Linked DNA regions of Mus musculus: regions 1 and 3 are each linked to region 2. A link is a contact called in public Hi-C and promoter capture Hi-C data. All regions are on one chromosome and are shown on one strand. The core of a region is the stretch at or near the end of the contact, and the rest is flanking DNA. Distances in the headings are between cores, read along the strand shown.

Evidence for each region. Hi-C and Micro-C count contacts between places; a contact is called where the count stands out from the background. Capture Hi-C pulls out chosen DNA fragments and counts their contacts.
Region 1: a promoter capture Hi-C map of liver shows a contact between it and region 2, with 7 times the contacts expected there. The contact joins the promoter of Prkci here to the promoter of Pik3ca in region 2. A contact is called at or near these places in 11 of 39 promoter capture datasets (the 3T3-L1 cell line, 3T3-L1-derived adipocytes, the C10 cell line and 6 more), 2 of 484 Hi-C or Micro-C datasets (CD4 T cells and cardiomyocytes), 7 of 115 datasets of contacts at active chromatin or transcription factors (embryonic stem cells, epiblast stem cells, large pre-B cells and 3 more) and 2 of 9 other capture datasets (adipose tissue and liver).
Region 3: a contact with region 2 is called in a Hi-C map of regulatory T cells, with 11 times the contacts expected there. The contact joins the promoter of Sec62 here to the promoter of Pik3ca in region 2. A contact is called at or near these places in 2 of 39 promoter capture datasets (hippocampal neurons and pre-B cells), 2 of 484 Hi-C or Micro-C datasets (CD8 T cells and regulatory T cells), 4 of 115 datasets of contacts at active chromatin or transcription factors (astrocytes, embryonic stem cells, large pre-B cells and 1 more) and 2 of 9 other capture datasets (adipose tissue and liver).

What each region holds. Positions count from the first base shown.
Region 1 is chr3:30,994,394-30,997,451 of GRCm38.p6, forward strand. Prkci (protein kinase C, iota) reads left to right here and starts at 1,378. Exons shown (of 18, transcript NM_008857.3): 1 at 1,378-1,692. The coding sequence starts at 1,592.
Region 2 is chr3:32,395,464-32,398,553 of GRCm38.p6, forward strand. Pik3ca (phosphatidylinositol-4,5-bisphosphate 3-kinase catalytic subunit alpha) reads left to right here and starts at 1,602. Exons shown (of 21, transcript NM_008839.3): 1 at 1,602-2,029.
Region 3 is chr3:30,791,524-30,794,848 of GRCm38.p6, forward strand. It overlaps Sec62 (SEC62 homolog (S. cerevisiae)), which reads left to right and starts at 1,353. Exons shown (of 8, transcript NM_027016.2): 1 at 1,353-1,860. The coding sequence starts at 1,825.

The DNA.
Region 1 (3,058 bases), core at 128-2,627, 1.4 Mb before region 2:
CCTTTCTGACCTCTGCAGGAACCAGGCGGTGTGTGGTGCTCATACATAAAATAATAATTAAAAAAAATGACCATCAGCAATCAATCCATATTTAACGTGATGATGCAGCCTCTAATTGTTAAAAAAAAAAAAGTTATTTAGTGGAAATTTTCATATACTCCAAATTTGTGGACGTTGGATGAAGCTAGTACCAAGCTAAGTGTCACACATAGTAGCTCTGATAAAGCAAGCAACCAAATCTAATGTATGATTATAAAGAAAGCTGCTGGGTAGTGGTGACACATGCCCTTAATAGGACCCAGGAGGCACTAGCAGGCGAATCTCTGAGTTTGAGTCTAGCCTGACAGAATGAGTTCAAGGACAGCTACAGAGAGAAAACCTCTTACCAACCAAAAACAAACAAACAATAACAAAAAGAAAGCCATATCTTTGCTTATTTCAACAATTTGCACATGTTGCTATCTGAGCTGACCTGGTGGCTAGATTCAAGCTACCTTAAGGGTAGAGTAAGTGATACAGGCAAGATCTGAGGAAGTCCGAAAGTAAGTTACACGGACAGATTTTTTTTTCTAATTCTCGACCAGACTAGTGTAAGTAAAATAAATGCTAATGAACTGACACACTAGTTAAGTATTCACTGGGCACTTTCTTCTATAGAATGGCAATATTCACGGGTTGAGGGCCTTGAAGAAGTCTCTCTCCTGTGGTATCTCCCAATTGAGTTTCTTCTTTCGTTGCATTCACTAATGCTTTTGCTACCTACATTATTAAATTCTCCCCGAAAAGGATTTGCTGAGCAGGTAATCAAATCTTGTTCCCCCAAAAGGGAACTGTTTAATTTCAATGATCAATGAAATTGACATGGAGAATTTAATTGGAAGGAGATTCTACATCTTGACGAAGCCATCTTTCCAGTGCCCTCAGATACTCAAGCGGTTTTCAGGACTTCCATGCCTACAACTCCCGGGAAGCACAAGATCGAAAACGCGGCACTCTACACTTAAGGAACAAGTCCCAGAATCCCACCGGGACTCCAAATCCCAGAATCCCGCGCAGCAAATACATTCCGGAAGCGTGGCGGGCTAGCTGGGACGAGACTAAATAGAAGAAATAGGGGAAGCAACCTTGAGCGTGGGTGCTCTGTAGGTTGTTTTGTAGAAATCCTTCCATTTAAAGGCGTGGTTTACAATTACTTATATTAATATCCAAGTATATTCCCATTTCAGAGCGTCTGTTAGTAGGCTGGTGGGTTCTGTTCCCTCTGCTAGCCTCTTCTCCCCCCCGTGAGGATGAGAGCGCCGGGGCTCCGCGACTCCTGAGCCCGCCCTGCCGCGGAATGCGGCCTTGGGAGCGAGCGTGGTGGGAGGAGCCGCGGCGGGAGGCGTGTTGTGCCGGGCGGAGGGAGGAGCGCTGGGGCTCGGGCTTGGCGGCGAAGCGACCCCTTGCTCGCTCCGCGCCGCGGGCTAGGCGTGTTGGTCGGCGAGGCGGGCGGCCACGGCTTCCCGACAGGCTCGGGAGGCCGAGACCCTCGCGGCGCCCGGCGCTGCCCCGGCCCCCTCGGCCTCCTGCGGCGAGGCGGGGGAGTGAGGAGATGCCGACCCAGAGGGACAGCAGCACCATGTCCCACACGGTCGCGTGCGGCGGCGGCGGGGACCATTCCCACCAGGTCCGGGTGAAAGCCTACTACCGCGGGTGAGTGTTGGCGGTCAGGGACCCGAGCGATCGTGGGGGCGGCGAGAGGTGCGGTTGGTGGCACCCTGGACGTATGAGTGTAGGTCGCCAGGAGTCGGCGGAGGAGAGTGGGCGCAACCGGAGGGGAGGACAAATCAGCTGACGGAGAAATTTGCAACTGTTTCGGGACTGGGTGGATTGAAGATTTCGAGGGAAGCCTCTGTTCACTCACTACTGTGGGCACGCAAGCCTGGACTGCTTCGTTAGGTGGCTCCTTTCATTGCAGACAGGCCTGAAGCCTCCGTCTTATAAATCAGGTTTACATCTATCCTTCGCCGTGGGAGAGTTCATGAAATAAGTCTGGACTATGGTCAGAGAGCCGCTATAGGTGTTAGAGTTAGTACCAAAGTCGATACTTTTTAATAGGATGTGCACTGGATCCTGGGTGGTCAGAATTAAGGTGCAAATGTGCTGACCCACATTTTGGAAGTTAGGGTGAGCTATCGAAAGGTGAGAAGCCAAGGCTTTAAATTCTAGAAACGATCTTTACCCCACTTGATTACCAAACGTTTAAACTAATGTCTCTGCCAAAAGTAATCCAGTTCTGAGCATAGCCCAAATCATTTTCTATCGTGACTTATCATAAAGTTCTTCCTCTCCTTTGACTTCAGTGTGTGGTTTGAGATAATTTAGGATCTCTGCTGAGGTGAAAGGCCAGCGTGAGCATAAAGACTGGAGAGCAGGGATTAACAGAAGACCTCTCTGCTTGTCTAGGCAGAAATAAATTGCTTTTAAAAGCTTCAAGTGCTACAAGGTTAAAAGAGCTGTGCGTGCTTTCACATTCCTGAGGGGATCAGTGAAGATAGCAGACCTTCCCGGTTCTTTCTTGTTTTCCTTTCAAGAGAACTGAAGCTGCACATGTCTTAATGTGTACATGTAAGGCCTTAGATTTGTGTGTTATCTTCCAGCCTCTGACATTGACTGATTTGGGACTAATTCGTAGAATTTGCAGTAGACAATGTTCTTTTCACTTAAAACAGAGAAAATGAGGTTAAAATAGTCTCCGCAAACGCACTAATTTTTTTTTTTTTTGAAATTTTTAAAAAGTTGGTAGTTGTCATAATAATTGCTTTAGGCATTTTGGTTCATGGTCAGCCATGAACAAACTTTGCAAGATTGGAAGAGCCACAGCCCATCCTTCCGAGGACAAACACACAACTTTCTGATAATTTGAGAGACATTTGTTTTAGAGCAGTGGTTCTCAATGCTGCAACTGTTTAATACTCTTCCTCATGTTGTGGTGACCCCAATTTATTTTGCTACTACCTGTAACTGTAATTTTTCTACTGTTATGAATGTAACATGAATATCTGTGTTTTCGGATGCT
Region 2 (3,090 bases), core at 352-2,851:
AAGGAAGAATTATGGTGAAATTATTTAATTCTGATGCATTTTGGTTTGCTTGCTTCACAGTCTAATAATATAATAATAAGTAACTTTTCTTTTCCTCTAAAGCATTTTTCTTTCAGTATTTTAATGATTCTATCCCACAGATGTGTAACATACTTTAAACATTTAGCAATACTGCAGAAAGAATTCAAGGCTGTAATTCTGTAGTAGGGGACTTGCTAGCATACACAAAGTCCCCAGTTTGGCCCCTAGCTTAAAAAACAAACAAACAAACAAACAAACCCAAAAAACCCAGCTGGGCGTGGTTTTAACCCCAGCACTCGGGAGGCAGAGGCAGACGGATTTCTGAGTTCGAGGCCAGCCTGGTCTACAAAGTGAGTTCCAGGACAGCCAGGGCTACACAGAGAAACCCTGTCTCGAAAAACCAAAAAAAAAAAAAAAAAAAAAAAAAAAAAATTAGAAAGCAAACTATTCCCAGCATAAAATTCCCTGACCAAGTATTATCTATTAATATCACACAGGAAGCACAATTTAAGTAATGATGCTTTTAGGACCTAAGATTAACTATGAAATTCAAGGTTATTTAACTCCTCGACCGGGGATAAGGGTGTTCTGAAACTGCCGGACACGACTAGTTAAATATTTTAAAACTCAGATTCCCTGGAATGTGAGATTAAAACGAGGCCTTAGGGTGGAAAAGAAAGAAAACAGGAAATACAGACAGTCCAGTAAAACACAGAGGAATGAATCCTTAAGACGAGGTTGAGGACGCGTGGCAGTTTTGAGTGTATTTCCTGTCCTCTACACTTTAAAAATTCCAGGGGGCACTAGGCTGCCGGACTTGGCTCTGACTTCGATTCTGGACCTTAGGCTTTTTCAATATGATAAAAGACCCGTAAGGAGAGAAACGCAGGATACCGACTGTCTGTCTGTCCGTCTGTTGCCGCCCCCGCCTCTCGACCAGGCTGGCCTCGAACTCAGGAATTCAGAGATCCGGCAGCCTCCTGAGTGGTGGGATTACTGGGGTTGCATCGTTTAAAAGTCAACATATCTCATTCCTTGCAACCAAAACCTTAGGCAGTACCTCACCACGTTGAATCGTACTTAAAGCCAGCATAACTATTTTGAAGCCTCAAAAATGAAAAAGTAACACAGCTTCTATAGCTGGGATACAAGGAAAACAGACTGGACATAGCCAAAGACCTCTAAAGACTGCAGAGGGCTATCGGAGTGGGTTACAATTTAAACCAGTGTTTGCAAAAGACTTCTTCCTGAAATCCGCATCCAATTTGGGAGAGCCACCCTTCATCTTGCCCTCCTTTCGTTTCCTCTTTGGGCATCCCTCGCTCCCGACTTTCCTGTCTGCTTCTCCCAAGACAGACTGCCGCTGGAAGAAGCTAATAGGTTTGACACGTCCGCCGTCCCAGGATGACACCACCGCCTGAGCTACGACTGCAGCGCTGACTCGCACTGCCACTCGGGGCGGAAGAGCAGGACGCAGGCGCAGTGAGTCACTGTTCCCGAACTTGCCCATTGCCCGGCCTCTTCTCCGCCTCACTTCCGGTCTTTGCAGCCCTGTTTCCGGGGCGTTGCAAGTTCGGCCCCTCCTCAGCTCTCACCCTCCTCTGCCCCAGGAGGGGGGAGCCGAGGGGGTGGGGAAGAGTTCGTTGTTTGTTTACACGATGTGAGCGGAAAGAGAGACCAATAAAGTTTATTCTGGAAACAAAAGGAAAAAGAGCCCGGGCGCCGGCGAGCGGAGCCGGGGGTGGGGGCGTGCGGCGGGGCCGGCGCCGAGCGGAGAGAGCGTTCGAGCGAGCGGCAGTTCCGGTGCCGCGGCGGCCGAGGCTGGGGCTGGGGCGGCCGGCGAGGCAGCGCTCGGGCCCGGCCGGGCCGCTCCGCAGCGGCGGGGGAGAGGGCCCGGGAGGCGGGCGCCGCGCCGCCCGCTGTCCTCTCCCTCGGCGCCGCCGCCGCCGCCGCCCGCGGGGCCGGGACCCGATGCGGCGGGAGCCGCGCAGCCTAGAGAAGCCGGAGCGTGAGTAGATGGCAGGGAGGGCGGGCTCCGGGCGGGCGGGCGGGCGGGCTCCCGGCCCCTCTCCTCGTACCCGGCCTCCGCCCGGTCCTCCTCCATCGCGCGATCGCAGCGAGGCCGGGAAGGGCACGCAGGGCCGCACGCCCCGGGGTCGGGTGTTGGCGAGCCCCGCCGCCCTCACTCTCGCCGGGCCTTCCTTTCCGGAGCCGGGTGTCGGCTCGCGGGCGCTCGTCTTCTCCGTGCCTCCCCTGCGATCCAGGGACCGTGCGGCCTCTTCTGCCGCTCGCGGACGGTGTCAGCCTCCGCTCTACGTGGGTAGATGGAAGACCAGCGGAGGGCTTGTGCAGCCTGCGTCTGTGGGGGACAGAGTAGACTGCAGCCCAAAGCTCGTGCCTCCACTGCGCCTTTGTGCACACGCGGGGCGTGGGCTCGCGGGACCCTGGGGAAACCGGCTTGGGTAGATAGAGCCCAGGTAGCTCCGGTCTGGCCGTTGCCACTGCAACTTTTGAATCACTTTAGACCATATTGGAAGCTAGCCTCTCTTGGTATTTGTTGACATCGTGTGATGTCGAATCTCTTGTGTTTAATGATGCGTTGTAAGAAAAGTCCTGGGCCAAGAAAAATAAAAATAAAAGATACTGTGTTGCTAAATTAATTTGGACAAATCAAAACACGGTGTTTTGATTAGTGGGCTCCCACTGCAACTGCAATCCAAGAATCTACCACCGTGTCTGTGAATTCAAGTTGTAAGGTATTTTTGTTTCAAACTAAAGCGTCGGGTTCTGGTTGACAGCGTAGATCACGGTATAAATAAACATCACGTGTTCTGGAAATTTTTAATTACCAGATTAACTGTTCTGCAGTATCTGTCAAAATTATCTGAAAGGGTACTGTTGGTTTGGTGTTTGGTTTTGTTTTTTGGGTTTGGGTTTTGTTGACTTAGGGTTTTGGGTTTTTTTTTTGTTTTTTTGTTTTTTTCCACCTCGTGTTGTGGGACTTTTTAAAGGGAGACAATAGGAAATATGTAGTCATCCATATTTTTTTTTAAATCGTTCATTTTTCAA
Region 3 (3,325 bases), core at 103-2,602, 1.6 Mb before region 2:
TCCATTAGGAGTAATTACCTGGCTAAACATTCATCCCCTGTCACAACTCTACAGGGTCACAGAGAGTTAAAAAACATAACCAAGTTACTAGTGAAGTTTTGTATAGATAAACCCAGTCAACATTGTATCTTCTGTCCTAGCACCTATAATATAATCGTAGTTCCCTTTTTATGACTTTTGGTTAATGGTTTTACAACCTTTTGGAATGTGCTCTGAGTAGTAGAGGCAATTAACTGGTGACAGAGACTGGCAGAGTTCTCATTGCAGTTTTGACAGCTTAATACATACTGGTACAATTTTAGGAATCCTTACAGGATCATCATTAAGAATTAAGTCATCCATTTGTCTATATAGCATCCCTACAAGACAGTACATCTCTGTAGATCTGCAACTGCAGAGATCTGCTCAAAGAGGTAGGCTAATACCTAGTGATTGTTATATATGTTTAATAATAACAGGAGAAGCATATTAATAGTAGGAATCTTTCCTAAAATTATTTTCTCCTGGGCTTTGCCTATGGGAGCAAATCTGTCACGGATTATGTTAATCTGAGGCACACAATCTCAGGGAGATCATCTGCTAGCTATTAGCTTGTCCTGACAATCATCTGGGTAGGAAAGGCTAGAGAAAACAAGATATTGTATGTTCCAAGTTTTGTGTTAATACGTAAGAATTATTAGTTCTCCCCTGCTTCCTGACAGCAGAGCCAAATTACAGATCTCTTGAGAGTAGAATTGCATAGTTAAAAACAAAAACCACCAACCTTCAGCTATCTTAGTATATAAATGATCAGGCATCAAAGTACTGAGCTTTGCTTCAACTACATATTATTATGTCAGATATATGAAATAGAAAACTTTAAGGATTTTGAAATTAAGTTTACAATGCAAAACTGAAAAAAAAAACCACAACAACAAACAGGCTACCAGGTTCCATGATGTTTGGGGGGGAACAGAGAAGACTTATAAATTCAACATACACACACATCCCATGTACACGCAAAGTGGATATAAAGGACAAAAGAAATTTAAAATGATTAACTGACTCAAGGGATAGAATTAAACTTTATTGGTTTTATCTTTTCTGCATTTTTTCAACTTTCTTACAGCCACAATGTCATCAGAACTTGTACCTAAGCACTTAACTACCCATGTCTTTGGTCTAGAAAGTTCTGGAATAATAGTCATATAGCAGGTCGTCAGAATAGTCATATAGAAGTGGCCTGCAGTCTACTGCATCCCAACTAGTCTTGCTCCTTTCCACCTTAACTTCCCTGGGCTCATCCAGCCTTCTGGAGTCTAAGGATGGGTTGTGAGGTGTCACGTGAGGAGCGGACATTCCAAGGCTTTGGGGACGAGCTGTGTTTAATGGAGTCAGACTCTGAAGTTGTTTTCCACCTTTTAAGGGGAACTTGGCGGGACTGAAGTGGGGTGCCACGGGGCTCGCTGGGGCAGGAAGCGCCACAGGTGACGCTGTGCGCCCCGGTGGTCCCGGCGGCGTCAGCGACTCTGAGGGGCGGGGCCCGGGGATCTGTGTTTACACGCCAGCCAGGTGACTCGGGCGTTCAGTCAGGGCTGAGAGCCGACGCGACTTGCCAGCCTCCAGCGCTCTGACTCACGTGGCGCCGGCCTCCGGGACCAGAAGCAGAAGCAGCCCGCGTCGTCCGCCACCGCACGGACGGCGGGAAGACCACGGAGGCCGCCCCCAGCCCAGAGCCCGCGGCGGGTTACATAACGGGCCGCGAGCCGCCGCGCTCTCGCGAGATCTCAGCCGCCCCCTCCCCGACTCGCTCCACGTCAGAAGGAACCGGGCGGAGCGGCCAACATGGCGGAACGCAGGCGACACAAGAAGCGGATCCAGGTAGCTCGGCGGGGCCGTGGGACCGGGGACGGGCTCGGGCGCGCTGGGACGAGGAGGGACAGGGGGAGACGTCCCGAGCGGCCGGACGCCCGGAGGCCGTCTCCGCGGGGTCGCGGCGCCGGGATGGTCTCGAGGCGGGACGGTGTTAGCGGCCGCTCGGCCGAGGGCTCTGTGGTGCGTCCGGGGAAGGAAGGAGGGAGGGAGGCGCGGCGCTCGAATCCCGCGTCCGGCCCCGCGTTCCTGCGGCGGAGGGCTCGGGCCTGCGCGGGGAGCGCGGACGCCAGGCGCCGGCCGGCCTCCCTCCCTCCTCCGTGTCTCCCTGGCGTCCCGATATTAAGGCCACGGTAGCTGGGGTGGAAGGAGGGCTGACCTGCGGCACCGCCGCCGGTTCTTTGTGCTTGCAGACGGTCGGTCGGTCAGCTGGCCCCGGGCCGCCCGGCCCCAGGGCTCCTTCCAGATGTTAAGCGGCGTGTGCCCTCCATTCCCCTCCCAATGGCTCTTTTAACCGAATAGCCGGGCTTGAACCTTGCCGGCTTTCTTCCAGGCGACACGATGTAAACAAACCCTGCCCGGTCAGTGCTGCAATGGGCTGGTGGCACCCAGAAACCTTCCACATGCCAGCTTGTCAGCCTCACGCCCTACATACTGTGCCTCCCTCATCCCTTATGAATGTCACCTGAGCATCTCTTCCCCGCAGTTTTCGCCCTGTTGGGTGTCCTTTGTTCGATGCACCTTAAACATGGATGTGAGCGCCTCAAGAGCTCACTCAGAAACCAAAGGCCTAAGTTGATGGTCTCTAGTAAGTTGTTAATATGTCAGTCACAAGTTGTTACACTCATTCTTGTCTTTCTGTTCCCCACGTAGGATGTCTTTTTCTGTTTTCCTTTTATATCCATTTTTTTAAAGACTTATCAAGTTATTGGCCTACAGGCCTTTTGAACTATGTAAGTTACAGTTGAAAACAATTTTAAATACTGTGGGAAAGATACCAGTGTTCAGTGAGTGTGGAAGTTGGCAGGTGTGACAAGATAATTTTGAACAGGTTACAGAAGGGAACTAGAGACAGATTCCAAGTTCACATAGGTTTTTAAAACCAGAGTGTCAAGACAATAGAAATTTCTAATTATGCTATTCCCAGGCTTTTGAAATTTAGTATTATGGCTTAATATGGATACTTACTTTATTAGAATTTGTATTGAAGTTGTTAAATTTGTGCTTCCTGCTCTCCTTATGTTTACCCTTGGCAGGACAAATTTGTACTTTTTTGCTCTTTACTACACATTATTTTACAGTTTTATCTGCTTTTCAATATTGCCATAAAGGTAATGTAATGTACTTTTTAAATCGCTGCTCATATTTCAGTTATGAGTGTATGTTAGACAGAAAAGCAGGTAGAGATGCTTTATGGTGCTCTTTAGTACCATAGCTACAAGTTAGTTATCTTATGCCTGTTTGTTCTCTAGCT